Linked DNA regions of Sus scrofa: region 1 is linked to region 2. A link is a contact called in public HiChIP or PLAC-seq data. All regions are on one chromosome and are shown on one strand. Each heading gives the region's core, a stretch centred on a gene start, on an enhancer-like site or on the middle of the called end of the contact. The rest is flanking DNA. Distances are from core to core; before and after follow the strand shown. Region 1 has its middle 46 kb from the start of LOXL4. Region 2 overlaps LOXL4 (lysyl oxidase homolog 4).

Region 1 (2,712 bases), core at 69-2,568, 68 kb before region 2:
CCTTCTGTCGTGCCATGAGGCACCAGCGAGAGTGTGTGACTGTCGGGGACAAGAGCCGGTCAGGGCTCTCCACAGTGAAATGTCCAGAGGATGCAGGAAAAAGAAACTTCAATTTTCTGCTGCCACTCTTGTGGGTGTGGCTTCACAGGTGGAAGGCAAGTGATTTGGTTCACCCCCCTCTTCCTCTTCCTTCTCCTCCTTGCCCCTCCCCCTCCCTCTCCCCCCATCCCCTATCCCCTCCCCCCCCCCGGGTCTGGGCTGCCAAGCAAAGAGGCATAAAGTCAGGGTGAGCAGAGGCCAGGTCTCCTGAATGTCCCATAGAGAAGGACACATCTTGCCTGGATCTTCAAGGACTCAGAGCCTCAGAGAGCAGAGGGCTTCTAAGGGTGACCAAGATGTAGAGAGACAGACAGGGTGGGCTCTGGAGCCAGGCAGGCCTGCTGCTTCCTCCTAGCTGGTGGCCTTGGACAAGTCTCTAAATTCCCTCATCGGTCAATGCAGGACAGTAAGACCTACCTTAATTGTGCAGATTAATGAAGTATCAATACGTGAAGGGCCCCACCTGGTTCTCTCCAGGTCGGGTTAGCAACAGGCTGGGCTTTCCCCTTGGGTCCGTCAGTGGGTCTGAAACAGCAGCTTTATACAGAGTGGTGGTTAGACGCACAGGCCCTGGAGCCGGCATCCTGGTTTGGGCTCAAGAGCTAAAGCGCTCCATCCACGTGACTGCATAGGTTTCCTCTGCGCCTCCGTCTTCCCAGCTGCAAACCGGGAGTTCCGTGCTCCTTTTCGCAGCTGTTGTGAGGATTCAACAAGACAAAGGGCTTGCTCGACGTTCCTATAACCAGTTACCGCCCAGCAGCGTAAGAGGCAGTGCCCCCCACCTCGTCAGCAGGAAGTAGGGAAGTACTGTCACCTGCAGGGCCCGAGTGAAAAGGCCCCCCCCTCCCTGCTCCTCACTCTGGGGTGCCCGATCCAAAAAAATGAGAAACAAGTATGATAGCCCTTAACCCTCAGATCCCTGCCCCCCACACCCAAAGAGAGGCCCCGGCAAAGATTCAGGAACTGAAGTCTGGGGCTCTGCACAGACACCCCTGGATGAGAACCCCAGCTTCATGAAACGAAATCTTAAGCTAGTGACGTAACCTCTCTGAGTCTCAGTTTCCTCACCTGTAAAATGGGAATATCTCTTAGGGCTCTTGTGAGGCTTAAATGAGATCACGCACGTAACTCATTTAGAACAGACCCTGGCAAATAGTGAGCACTCAGTCAAGCTTAGCTTTTATTTTCTACGGTTCAGCACTTTACAGTTTGTAAAACATTTCCACATACATTCTCTCTTCTTGGCAATCCAGGCATAATGACAGACACCTGGGGTGGGGGCCCTTCAAGGCTACCCATGCCAGGGTAGGGATAATCCCGGTTGGACAGAAGAACCCCAGGCTCAGGAAGATCACACGACAGGCCCAAGGCAGGGCCAAGCCTGCAGGACCCCCGGAGGACAGCCCCTTTCCCCAGTGCCAGGCTAGGTCCCCACCCGGGGAAACATGGCACCACACCCATGAAGGCACTTAATTCTGGTACATCCCTAGGCAGCTACGTCACGTCTTTGCCTGGGCTCTGCTGAGTAAACAGCTCTGCTACGTGTCATCCCCGAGAAGAGGCCACTGTTACAAGGCCAAGGGTGTTGACCTGCTGGAAACAGTTGCCCGCCTATTTTTATCCTGCAAATAAATGCTTGGATTCTGGCCAGAGGCAGAGTGACCTCAATATAGATGAGAGTGGAGCCCTGTGGACGAACCCCCCCCTCCCCCGCAGCTGGAGGCAGATGGCTCCTCCTTAGTTGTTTTGCAACATGTTCTCCTGATTCAAATGCAGGCTGCGTCAGTCCCCTGTGGGGATACGTTATGAAAGCTGTGGCCGAACTGTGTTCCCCAAACACTTGTTTGCTGACCCAAGAGATCCCTTTAGCTAAAAGCCTCAAAGCCCTGAGTAATCCCTCAATTTCAAAAGACATCCTTTTAAGAAGGCAGCCAAGGCTGCACCCAAGCCTCAGCAGACACATATGCTGCAAAGAGAAAAGACTGATAGCCCCCAAAGATGGAAACTTCTGGTTTATTTTAAAAGAAGAGAACACATTCATTCTCCTCTCAGCCCCACCTTGAAGCTGCCGCAGGTGTCCCGCGATGTGTTCCATGGAATATTCTGAGGACGTTAATAAATAATTCACCAGAGGCATCGGAGCGGGGGGCTCCGTTGCCAAACAGGTTTGGGAAATTCTGGACTAAAGAAAGTTAAATCCATGTCCTTCCTTCTCAAGCCTTTGAAAATGCTGATGGGGATGAGCTGCAAGAGAAAGATCCAGAACGCCATGCTCCCCAAACACCTTTGAAGACCCTCACCCGAGGACTCTGCTCCCTCTGTCCCCCTCCCGAGACCTGCCGTATTCATCTTTGCTTCCTCAAAGCGCCTGGCACAGCAGCGGGCCCACAGTAGCTGTAATAAAAGTTTGTTGAATTGAATTGACTCCTAAAGCCCTTTAATTCTAAAGCTGTTTGTCAGCAGCTTTCCAAGGACGCTGTCCTTGGAATTCCTGAAACAGATTTGAATGCTCTCAAGTGTCTCTGATTTCTTGGAACACTTTCTACTTTTGCCTCAATTAAATACAGTTTAGATTAAACACAGCCAGGATGTTGCTGGTTTCCGAGAACTCCT
Region 2 (2,703 bases), core at 8-2,507:
CAAACCAGCAGTTACTGAGTGCCTGAGAAAGGACACGATCCACAGAAGTTGCCAGATAGGGCCTTCCTCCAGAACAGCAAGAGGAGGCCAAGCAGAAAGACCGCTGGGCTAATGTGGACCCTAGCCACTGCCAGGGCCTCTGCCAAGGGAAGATATGTGCCAGAAACCAGCAGGCAAGATCACTGTGCATCTCAGGACTAGTCTAAATGTCAGGTCCCCCAAGTTTATAGCGTGTATTTTATATTGAATAAATTTTTGCAGCAGAAAGAACATGGGTCAAATAGGCCACTCATCTTTGCAGGAAAAAGAGGACAGGTCTGGTAGAGTCGGGGGCAGGAGACTACGAAGAAGTCAGAGGGGGAGCATTTAATTTAGTTAAGGACTAAAGCTAGGAAAGGCCACCATTCCTGCTTGAGGTGGCTGTGATAGGCCCTTGCTCAGTGGGATCGAATCCCATGGTCATCTCAGACATAAGCCTTCATCTTTCTCCACTTCGACACACATGGGGATAATCCTCACAGGTTTGACGCCCTAATGCCAATAAAGACCGCTCACTGTGGACTGCTACAAAGACGAGACTGGCTGTGATCCTTTGCAGTGCCCGGCACACTGGCTCTACCCGCTTTCCACTCCCACTGGCCTGGTGACTCAGACGTGTGGGGCACACATACCACTCACAGCAACCCCACTACATTCTCTGATAGTAGCCTCCAGGCTGCTGCTGCCCAATCCCTTCGCCAGGCTCCACAGTGAAATGTGGGTTGGAAAGGTTAAGGGAAGAAAAGGAGGAGGAAAGAAGGAAGCGTCCAAAGATGGTAACATTTTACAACCAAAGCTGCAAGGCCAAAATGAATGGCGGGAGATGCAGCAGAATTAAAATAGTCCTCCGTCCCCACACCTGAGGGCTACCCTCCCTAGGGAGTAAAAAGGGACCCGCTCTGGGGTATCCTCTGGGACTGCAAAGAAGTGCTTTCTTCCTTCTGCTCCTCTACCTTCCCTCTCTTCTCAGCGCCCTCATCTCCTTCAGGAGGCAGAGGGAGCACTATATTTTGGCGTGGCAGTGTAGGTAAACAAGGGAAGGACTGACTTCCTCTTGGATCCAGCAAACACCTCCCAAACAGTAACAACATTATACTCGCACATGCAGCTAATGGTCTGTGAAAGGCTGCGTAGCTGGCGGGGAGCGCGTGGTGACTGATGACTAGCTTCAGGCAGGAAGGCTACCCCCAGCTTCTTGCTGGATCCAGTTTCCAAGAGGGCCAGAAAAAGCAGGCCAGGCAGCCAGCCACCGGCCCTGGTCTCAGTCTGGCTGCCCACATCAGACGTTTGATAGGTGCAGCCAGTTCTAATTCTTGGAAAAAGCTATACAAGGGTTGTGCTGTTACACCTCCAGGTTGAAAGGAAAGGACATGGGAAGATGTGGCTGGCCTGACTCGTAACTAGCTACGGAATGTTAACAGAATACCAACCACCGAATTCCAGACAGAACCAAAAATGTCGAAAGATTTTCACCTCAGCATTCTTCAGTCTCAGAGAAACTGAAGGGCCTAAGGTTCCAGTCAGAGGCCTCATTTATTTCTATTCCACAAAGACTTCTACTTCATAAGGAGCACACGGGAACTCAAGGGCAGTGTGTCTTCCTATGATCAATTCCCGGTGATACTGGGATTCATCCAGGAGGCAACATACACGCACAGCACAAAGCTGTCTTCTTGAACATCTAACGAAGGAGCCAGTGGCAGCTCCGGGGTGCTCTCCAGGGAACTTGGCTTGTGAAGGCGCGGTTTAGATACAGCCAAGGGACAGGTTCCCAGGTGGACAAGCTCCGCACCCTCCACAGTGGGCTAGGGCAGTCCTCTCCCCGCCAGCCAGTATACTGCATCAGTGCCGGCTACTGGAAAAATAAAACAGCACATCCTCTACTAGTGGCAGAAGCAGCACCACCACTAGCCACCGAGAACAAAGCATTAAAAGGAGGACAAAAGTAACTTCCTGCAATGATGAGTAAGTACTGCAGGAAAACTGCGTGATAAACATGGGGCTGTATGTTACCATTAACTACGCCCTTAAAAACCAAAATGTCACCACACAGCGGACGCGCCCTTAAAGGCAAGTGATAGGCCTTGAAGAATCAGAACAGAGCAAAAGCAGACCTTTGAGATACTGTTCAGTATGAAACAGGGCGCCGGGTCCCGGCACTTCCTTTCAGATGAAGCCACGTTGTTTCAGCAGCCCAGCCTCTGTTCTGTAAGACAGCGCGCACAGGCTATACAGCCACAGCCAAAGAGAGGGGCCCTGATCTAAGTAATACTGGGGCAGAGGGTCAAGAGAAGGACTTCATGACTCCCCCACACTTGGAAGGGAGGTACTGAACACGAACAAGGAACAGCTTCAGACCAGATGGAGAATGGGAAGAACACTTGGGAGGATATGCACGAGGGCTCGAAGACTGGAACAGCAGCAGGGATAGTTGGGTCAGGATTCGGCCCCAAGGCCAGTGTCATCTGACGAACCCTTGGACAGAGCCCCAGGCCACCATGTTCTAGGCAGTGCTAATAATCCATCACTGTCATGGGCACGAACTCATACAAAAATGAAGCTGTTGCCCTCGCTGAAAGCACTAGAGGACACTATTTCTTCCTACCTCAGCATCTTAAGGTCTAGCACTACCTTTTCCTCAGTGTACAACCACTTTCCAAAAAC

The links. HiChIP or PLAC-seq counts read pairs in DNA pulled down with a chosen protein or histone mark.
Region 1: a contact with region 2 is called in an H3K27ac HiChIP or PLAC-seq map of skeletal muscle. The contact joins two enhancer-like sites. A contact is called at or near these places in 5 of 47 Hi-C or Micro-C datasets (embryonic fibroblasts, heart right ventricle, skeletal muscle and 1 more) and 1 of 2 datasets of contacts at active chromatin or transcription factors (skeletal muscle).

The regions. Positions count from the first base shown.
Region 1 is chr14:109,637,602-109,640,313 of Sscrofa11.1, reverse strand. No RefSeq gene overlaps it. Among named protein-coding and RNA genes, the nearest start is that of LOXL4, 46 kb to the right of the region's middle. Within about 2 kb of position 1,318, at least 43 of the 83 cell types and tissues checked have an H3K27ac peak or open chromatin away from gene starts, as enhancers often do. A contact at or near this core is called in skeletal muscle, where this site is marked.
Region 2 is chr14:109,569,810-109,572,512 of Sscrofa11.1, reverse strand. It overlaps LOXL4 (lysyl oxidase homolog 4), which reads left to right. Exons shown (of 15, transcript XM_021074444.1): 15 at 1-571. Among named protein-coding and RNA genes, the nearest start is that of LOXL4, 22 kb to the left of the region's middle. Within about 2 kb of position 1,257, at least 7 of the 83 cell types and tissues checked have an H3K27ac peak or open chromatin away from gene starts, as enhancers often do. A contact at or near this core is called in skeletal muscle, where this site is marked.